2 separate regions of the Mus musculus genome follow, and region 2 is linked to region 1. Evidence: chromatin contacts called from public promoter capture Hi-C data. All regions are on one chromosome and are shown on one strand. Each heading gives the region's core, a stretch centred on a gene start, on an enhancer-like site or on the middle of the called end of the contact. The rest is flanking DNA. Distances are from core to core; before and after follow the strand shown. Region 1 holds the start of Tmem218 (transmembrane protein 218). Region 2 holds the start of Slc37a2 (solute carrier family 37 (glycerol-3-phosphate transporter), member 2).

What was found. Capture Hi-C pulls out chosen DNA fragments and counts their contacts.
Region 2: a promoter capture Hi-C map of adipose tissue shows a contact between it and region 1. The contact joins the promoter of Slc37a2 here to the promoter of Tmem218 in region 1. A contact is called at or near these places in 10 of 39 promoter capture datasets (the C10 cell line, cranial neural crest, embryonic stem cells and 5 more), 4 of 484 Hi-C or Micro-C datasets (CD8 T cells, bone marrow-derived macrophages, natural killer cells and 1 more), 3 of 115 datasets of contacts at active chromatin or transcription factors (CD8 T cells, bone marrow-derived macrophages and embryonic stem cells) and 3 of 9 other capture datasets (adipose tissue, liver and macrophages).

The regions. Positions count from the first base shown.
Region 1 is chr9:37,205,881-37,210,572 of GRCm38.p6, forward strand. Tmem218 (transmembrane protein 218) reads left to right here and starts at 2,343. Exons shown (of 4, transcript NM_025464.3): 1 at 2,343-2,525.
Region 2 is chr9:37,253,004-37,257,695 of GRCm38.p6, forward strand. It overlaps Slc37a2 (solute carrier family 37 (glycerol-3-phosphate transporter), member 2), which reads right to left and starts at 2,735. Exons shown (of 19, transcript NM_001145960.1): 1 at 2,296-2,735. The coding sequence starts at 2,354. It also overlaps the pseudogene Gm10177.

The sequences.
Region 1 (4,692 bases), core at 1,093-3,592:
AAGACATACACACAAAAAAATCATGGCTCTCACGCAGAAAAGGTTTGGGTTTTGTGTGTGTTGGGGGTGGAATTGTTGTTTTGAGACAGGATTTTTTTTTTCTCTGTGTAGTCCTGGGTGTCCTGCAACTTGCTCTGTAGACCAGGCTGCCTGGAACTCAAGAGGTCTACTTGCATCTGTCTCTGCCTTTGCCTCCTGAGTTCTGAACTTAAAGGTGTCATCATGCCCAGCTTTGTTTCCTTTTGAGAGAAGATTCAGTGGTTCTCAGCCTTCCTAATGCTGTGACTCTTTAATACAATTGCTCATGCTATGGTGACCCCCAACCATGAAATTATTTTTTGTTGGTACTTCATAACTGCAATTTTGCTGATATGAATCATAATGTAAATATCTGTGTTTTCCCATGGTCTTAGGTGACCCCTGTGAAAGGGCTGTTCGACCCTGAAAGGAATCACAACTCATAGGTTGAAAATGCCATATAGCATAACCTAAGCCAGCCTTGAATTTATGGTGATCCTCCTGCATCAACTTCCTAAATTTGAGGAACACGGGTGTTCCCCACACCTGACCAGAGAACACTTTGATAACTAAAAAACATACAGGCAAACTTCAAATGTCCCCATGAGATCATAGTTTGTATTAACTTAAAACACCTAATGGCTTATTTTGCCCCCCCCCCCCCGCCTCTATCAAGAACAAATGATTTTACACATTTGAGAAAGACAACTAAACATTACTCCGAGTTGCTTTTGCTTTTGTTTGCTTGGGAGAGAAAAAAAAACTGTCTAACAAAGTTTGTTATGGCTTGGATGTCAAAGGCTGGCTCTGATGAGCTTAAGAGTGACTGCATCCTGAGGCCTCATCAGTGAGTTAATTACCTTAGATGGGTTCATAGTTAGACAGACTGCTGGAAAGGGATGGAAACTGGCACAACCTCTTCTTACCTTTAGGGATATGTGCATGCAGGTGGTACACATGCAGCATGTAGGCAGAACATGCATACACAGGAAATAAAAGTTTAAACATCCAAGTGTTCTCATGTGTGCTATCCTCTGGAGTAACTAACTATAAATTAGATCTACACCTTGTGTCCTTGACCTGCCATTACAAAACTATGTAAAACTCATTAAGACAAGAGTAACATTTTATTTCTTGTGTATCCTCTCAGTTTCTAATAGTACATAGTTACAGTAACAATAGCATAGCTCCTCAATAAGGCAGCTAACGTTCAGTCGTTAAAGAGGTAAGGACCTATAGGTCTCTACAGTCAAGAAAACTGAATCAGCCTCCACTTCATTCATAATTCAGAAAAAGAGTGCACTGAAAGCCAGGCTAGTGACTCATGCCTTCAATACCAGTACTAGGAAGGCAGAGGCAGACACATCTGTGAGTTCGAGGCCAGCCTGGTTGACATAATGAGTTCCAGGACAGCCAGGGTTACATAGTGAGAATCTGGAGAGAAGGGACGGGACGAGAGAAAGAAGTAGAGGGAGAGAGGGAGAGAGGGAGAGACAGACACAGAGACAGGCAGGCAGTCGAGCAGGCAGATAGAATACATCCAGGCCCAATTTTGTCTAAGGACACAGCTTCCAGGACCGCAGTTCACAAATCTTATATTGCTTTTGTTTTCCCTTCACGCTTGCACGACGAAGGATGCAAACTTTGACCGGTTTCCATTCACTGGCCTGATCTTTTGATCAGACACCCTATAGCCTGCATACAAAATCTTGACACATTCTGGGTAGCAGTTAGGGAAGAACACTCTTCCACACATGTGGACCAGCTGCCAGTATAGGGTGGCAAGAAGGGAAAAGGGTTTATGTGACCTCGGGCCTCTTCCCAAGTCTGTCTCTTGGTTTCATTGATCCTTGCCTTGTCGGTACATGTCAAAACCTAAAGGAAGAAAAACTACCAATAAAATAAGGCCCAGTAAGGAGAATGTGTTGTTATTTTAACTAGTGATCTGCATTCAATTCAGGAGGGATTCTAGGGATCCTGAAATGCCAAGCCGATTTGATTGTCCCCACAATCCCAGGCTCCTGCGGACTGGTCATCAGATAGATAGCGGGGCAGGAATTGGTGTCTAGACCGCGGAACAGCTCTCTGTGATCGGTCGGAGCAATCTCAATCGCGAAAGCAAGAAGCTATTAAACGGTCTTCCCGTTGTTGTCCAAGGGTTTAATCCTTACCAAGGTGTGATTGACAAGCATTGCTATCCAATTGAAACTGAGGACAGTACATATAGACCAATGGGAGGACGTAAAGGAGACTGACGTACACACCACCCACCCACCACGCTTTGCGTTGCCTGGAGCCACAGCCAACGTCAGCTATTGAGGACGCCCTTAAGTGCTGAAAGGGCGGCTTTGATTGGTCCATCTTAAATTTCTTAAATGAGCCCCTACTTGTGATTCGTCCAAAGTAGACCAAAGCCTGGATGAAGGGGACAGAGAGCGAGGGGTGAGTCCTGGTGAGGAACCTGAGAGCCGGGTGAGGACCGGAGGCTGGCCCCAGACGCCTGGAAGGTGAGGGCGGGAGGCGCGCGGGCCACCGAAGGTCATCCTGGCCGCAGGCCTGGGATTACTGCTCAGTCCCCAGTGTTCCCAGCTGCGGTGCTGGGAGCTGATGTGTGGTGAACCCTGCAGACTGAATCGCTGCCTGCCCAGTAAAAAGGGCAGGACGCTGAAGCACCCTCTTTCTGTCAGTCAGGTGTCACCTGGTCTTTAGGGGTCGTGACATTTGATTTTGCCCAGAGGTGCATGTGATTAACCAACAAAGATTAGGAGGCATTAGCCTAATGTTTTAAAACCCAAACGAGGCTGAAGTTTCTAAAGTAGGAAAAAAAAAAAAAGTGTAGGCTCTCACTCCTCCAGTTTGTTGATTTTGGGGATAGGCCTTGCTCAATATCCCCGGCAGGCCTCAAACTTATGGTCGGTCCTCTTGCCCCACCCAGCCTTTTGAATGCTAGGATGACAGATGTGTACTACCACATCAGGCCATTCTAACTATTTTTGAAGGTTTGGAATAAGCAATTAAAAAAAAAAAAAGTTAAAAAGAGAGCTGGGCGTAGTAGTGGCGTTAATCTTTAGTCCCAGCAGGCTGGAGGCACAGGCAGTCAAATCTTTGTGAGTTCGAGGCTAGCCAAGTGTACAAAGCTTTACCCGGGAAAAAAAGATATCTCCAGAAAGGCAATCCTGTCCAGTAACCTACCATTTCTATTGCGTTCAAGGACTTGGTCCTGAAATTTGGGGTACGGGCAAGGTATCATCCACCAGCAGCCTTACACCACACTGCCTTATCTGTAATTTCCATCTGCCCCAGACAGCAAACTGTCCTCTGAGACAGGTATTAGTTTTCTCCCTTAAGATTCTCAGCTTGTCTTGCAGAGGTGGCCCATGCCTTTAATCACAGAGGCTGAGAGTTCTCTGAGTTTGAGGCCAACCTGATCTAGTTCCAGGACAGCCAAGGGTACACAAAGAAACCCTGTCTCAAAAACCAAAAACAACCAAAGATCCTCAGCCTGGTGGTGGGCAGGATTTTCATCCAATGAACCCAGGGTGCAGGATGTTTGTTTCTTTGTTTGTTTGTTTTCCCCTGGAAATTGGGTGAAAGGGGCTGTCAAACCAACCTTAGGTGGAGGAAGAATTCAAGACATATAGATTCAAAAGGGTCCGGAGAACTTTATAAGGAACCTCACAGTCTCCATCACAGGGAGAAAAACAAACAACAAAGCACCTGACCTTGTCTTGCTTTTGTCAACTGCTACACAATGTGTTTAAATTTATACAAATTGTTTTTTTCCTACTCTAGGTTACTTGTTTCTAACGAATTGACTCTTAAAATTGTGTCGGCTTAAGCATCAACTCTCAGAGAATACTTGGATGGTATTCTGTGTCTTAAGTAAATGGACATTTTTGTTTGTTTGTTTTAATCAAATCTCACTAACAAATAATTTAGCTATTCCCAAGACTTGGGGTTGTAGCTCAGATGGCACAGTCACACCTAGCATGCGTGAGACCCTGAGTTCTACCCCTAGTGTCATAAACAGGGAGTGGTCCACTGTAATCGAAGGGAAGGTAGATGCAGGGGAATCAGAAGGTCACTGGGGCTGGAGAGATGGCTCAGTCCAGGCTTAAAGCTCCCTGTAACTTCAGTTTCAGAATCTAATGTCCTCTTCTGGCCTCCACAAGCACCTGCATAAACATCACACAGGCACACACACACAGGCACACACACAGACACACACACACACACACACACACACACACACACACACACCAATTAAAAAAAAATCTAAAAGAACCCCAAAAGAATGGTTTGGTTATGAAGGGCTTGGAGCTGTGTGTTCTATCACTTAAGAGTCATCCCGTAGGTGTAACTTGATGTCACCTGAGCCTGTCAGCATCCGTGGGGATGGAAGATCAATGCTTCTGATGTTCCCAGCCCCCGCTGTCATTTATCCTGATTTCTAGGTGATAAGAGTTTGTTCATGTCTTCCAGGTTGTTGTATGATATCCAAAACAGCACAACTAATCCTAAGTAGACATTTCTTTCAAGGAAGCCCATCAGCTCAGCCAGTCAGGCTAGTTGTTTCTGATATGTCTTTTGACCCCTTTCCATTTCCATAGCTAGGACAAGTGTTCTTATCTGGAGAACTGTGGTAGTCTCCTAACTCATCACCTGCCTCTGCTC
Region 2 (4,692 bases), core at 1,485-3,984, 48 kb after region 1:
CAGCCGGCAGTTTGTAAAGGACTCAATTCGGCTGGTTAAAAGATGCACCAAACCCGACAGAAAAGAATTCCAGAAGATTGCCATGGCTACAGCTATAGGATTTGCTATCATGGGATTCATTGGCTTCTTCGTGAAACTGATCCATATACCCATTAATAACATTATTGTGGGTGGCTGAGTCCTTCTCATCATGGGACGAGTGAGCCAGAGCGGGGGAAAGGGCATGAAGTAAAGCGTTGCCTGAATGCTGTGTGGTGTTTTGTTTCTTCCTCCTTCCTATGAGGTTTTCTACTTCTCAATTAAAATAATTTCAAAATAAACACTTTTTCCATAACAGAAAAAAAAAAAAAAAAAAAAAAAAAGAAAGAATGGGGCAAGCTCAGTCGGCAGAGCACTTGCTGCACAAGCTGAGCATCATCCTCAGCGCCCACCTTAAGGCCTGACAAGGTGGCGGCTGCATCTGTGCCCCCAGGCCTGGGAAGGCAGAGACAGGCTGGAGCTACTTAAAGCTCCGTGGAACTCGCTGGTAAGTTCCGGGTCCCAGTAAGAAACTCTGTCTCAAAAACTAAGATGGATGGCTGCTGAAGGCAGACATCTGAGGTTGACTTCTGGCCTCACAGAGACACACATGCACCACCACTGCCAAAGGACGGGGACGGACACACACCTTAAATTTTTCTTAAAAAGATTCCTTATGAAAACTCCCAAGAGCACTGATCATGACCTATTTGGTTAATTAATGTTTTTGCTGTACATAAGTAAACCATGAGATTAGATCTAAGGAGACCCACTTTATTGTGTGATCAAAATTTTTTCTTAGAGATTAAAAAAAAACAAACCTGAAATGGAGTCTACAAAGAAAAGGATGTTTTACAGAGAGAAAACTTTCCAGATTATCTGACTCTAGTCTGTCATTTATCCTGATTTTAGTTTTTCTTGACATTGAGCAATTTTAGTCTCTGAAGTTGCAGCTAATTGATAAGTCATATAAAATATGTCCACTAGTGAGACAGCTTCAAGAGTCTTAATGTATAAATGAGCTTATTTATATTATGCTTTTTAAAATTGTGGTAAAATATACATAGCACAAAACCTTATCATCTCAACCACCTTTAAATGTAAAGTCAGGGCAGCTAAAGTCAGGGACAGCAAGTGTACTGTGCGCCCATCGCTACCATCCACATCCACCTTACGGCAACTCTCCCCTCCCCTTGAATTCTCTTTCTACCCAATTATGACATCTTCTAGCTCCTTCATTATGAGGGCAGTACACGCTCTCACTCTCGTGTTCATCTCCTTTTGAGAGACATTTTCTCTCTTTCTGAAAACATAAAACTGTTTAATAGTTCCAAATGTAGAAAGGACCACATAAACCATCTAAAGAATGTTTTAGATGATTATTAGCCTGAGAGACCTTGAAACAAAATGACTTATTTTAAAACCAGGCCAAATTGATGACTAAGTATCTGCCCAATCTGACCCTTAGTTTAGTTTGAGAATTTAGATTTGAGATTGCTGTGTCATCTGTTTTGTTTTTGTTTTGTTTTTTTTAGAAGCCAGCAACTGGCTATTTTGTTAAGTTTTATAGTTTATAAATGACGGTAACTAACAAAATGTTTTAACACTCTTCCTTCCCCACCTCTTGCAGACCAAGTACACTGCTCCAAAAGCTCAATGGAGATTGGCTAAAACCTCTTCTCCCAGCACAAGGGTGACCTTGTGGTCCTGGGAGCAGCTGCTGTCAATGCCAGCTCATGCTTTTAAGGGTGACCACCCAGTGTTGGAGCAGCTGCAGCTCTGATCCCAGAGATCTTGCCCTAGCTAGGTATCCCTGAGACTGGAAGGGTCAGACAGGCTTAATAGAACCAGTGATTTCTGGCTTGTTAACTAATCTAATCAATAGGGGCCTTAAGCTCTCTGGCTCCATTTATATTCTACCAGTTCTTGGCCTGGGTTCCTCAAAGGCAAATCCGGATCCTCCAAATACACAGATAAGACTTGGAGGCACTCCACAGGTACCCGCTTGTGCGCTTGTGTTTGCAGATACGGGGTGGCAAACCAAAAAGGATGAAGACTCCTAGGCACCCTGTTTGTTCTTCACCGGGGTTAGACAGAAGTCTGGGCTAATGTGGAATTAATAGTTCTGTGTTACTAAACTTCCACGCCTGCGCCACCGAAGGAGCCCTGCCAGATAGAACTAGAACCCCATCCCCCACTCCAGGGACAAGCAGAAACATCCGCCGCCCGAGCAAGTCTCTGCGCGTCTTGGCAGCCTCCCTCCCCAGCCCTGCTCACCAGCTGTCCCTAGAGAAGGCGCGAAGGAACCAGACACCAGGAGCCAGGGAGGACCGCATCTTGAGGCGCCGGCACTCGAAGCTGAGACTATGGAGGGTGCAGAGCCGGCGCGCGTCCCGGCCAGCGGCGGCAGCGATTTAAATGCCCCGCCGACTGGCCCGCCCCAGGCAGGCCCATGGCCAGAGCCTCCGCCCCTTGAACATGACCGGCCTGCCCTCTAGGTCGCGCCGAGTGCAAGTCCTAGCTATCCCTCTGTGCTCACTAGCCACTGTTTTCTATGTACTGCCATCTGTTTTCTCGAACTTTCTCTCCTAGTCAGAAACCAGCAGTCTTGAGTTTCCTGGGGCTCCTCTTTCTTGTCTGGGCTTTTCCATTTCACTACCCACGAGGGGATGGGGAACTGAAAACAGCAGTCCTACAAGTCATCAACTCTGTGTGACGTTGGGTTTCCTGCAGTGCTACCTGTCTTGAGCAGTTCTGTGCCCTGACACAAAGCAAATCCGGTGCTCTGTGTAAGTGAACGCAGTGGGACCACCGCGCTGACTCATGATCTGCGGGCTCTCTTTGGGAGCCCTGGAAGTGTCTCAGGGAGGAAAATGATCCCCAAACCCACCTCTCAGGTTCTGGTTCTGCTTGCTCAGACGAATCTGAGTTCACTGAGTCTGCTGGAGCTTTCCTAAAGCTCCACTAGCCAGTAACTAACTATGTTGCCAATACTCCAATCTCCACTTTCCAGGCACGCAGCCAGGTGGCAGTGAAGAGCTACAAGGGTCTTCCGTGCTCATAAAAATGACTGCCTCTAGCTTAAAGATTCAGAGTAAATTTCCACCTATAAAAAGAAGCTGCGACGAGATTCTTGTGTACGAAACCAAGGGCAAAATACTGAGGGTGGAAAGGGAAAGTATTCGCCTCAAAAGTAAACTTTTTAATAGTACATAAAATAGGAATGGGTTTAGCCCTTACCCCACCCACTCCTAACTCTTAGGAGTGTCCAGTATTCAGAGCAAGGTCAAGGAGGTGCAGTAACAACTCCACCAAACAGTGGACTCAGGATAATGGGCTTGGCTTGTCAGCCCTGGTATCAAGCAGAAAAAGGGTAAGCAGAGTTATAAAACCCTTGGATAATACCAGCAGTTGGGAGTATGGGTCTAGTGCCAGAAATAAAGGCAACAAGTCAAGGGCAGGGGTAAAGGATTAGAGGAAGGAGAAGGCAATAGGCAGGAGGCACAAATGCCATGTCGTGTAAAATGCTGGAAACCAAGAGTATCATGTAGTACAATTCAGTGAAATCCCTAAGTACAGGGTCTAGGGAGATGGCTCAGTAAGAGCACTTCCTGTGCAAGCATGAGAACCGGAGTTTGAATCTCCAGCATGCACATAAAAAAGCAGGCATGGCTGCCCAGGCCACTGACCTCAGCACTAGGAGAGGAAGACAAGTAGAGCTTGAAAGCCTCACTGGCCAGCCAGCCAGCCCCCCAAACCGAGTGTCTGTTATTCAGTAAGAAACCCTGTTGTAAGACAATAATGGAGAATGACAGAAGACACTCAGGGTCCTATTCTGGCCATCATATGTGCATACACAGGCAAATGTACCAAATAAAATAGACATACATACACACACTAAATAAATAAACTCCACATCCCTTTTTTACCATTTAGTGAAGTGGGGCATACATGGGTATCAAAATAGGTAACATGACTTTAAGCTCTCATCTGCCCTGGGCACTTCAAACCCAGGTGGCAAACACTCCTGATTAAACAGAAGACACACAGAGTGAGCTGGCATCCTCAGAATGGCAGCTACTGATTTCTAGAGGACTAAGAGAAGGATCTGGTTGCCATACAAATGAACCAAGGAAGCTGCAGCCATGCGAGGTTATTCAGTAAGTAGACATCAGTGGAAGAATGGAGAGACTATTGCCAGCGCTTCTGTGGTGCTAGCTAGACTTCAGCAGTGGAAGACAGCTGTCTCTCCACTTGAAAGATAGTCACACTGTTTGTTTCACATGCTTTTCTAGAGGTGTGCTGGTATCTTCCATAGTTGCATCTGCTGAGTGCTGGAACTGTACGGTGCTCATAAGCTCTTACTCTAAGTGCTCTGAGGCTGTAAGAGTATGTATGCCCCATTATGTGCCAACAAGTACTAAGGAGCAGAGCTCAAACAGTCTTTGCTGCCTATGGATTCGAGCCATGACTCCCTGTCCAGGCATTAGGATGGCACATGGGGCATGTCTATCACTTGCTCCTGTAGGTGACCTGGATGCTCTCTGCTTCCTGCTGCTTGAGACTGACACAGAGGGATATTACAACCCAGGTAATCCTTCTCCCCACTAACAGCACCTCTCCACTCCTGTCTCATCTTCCTGTTGTATCTGACACCCCCACACAGCATGTTCT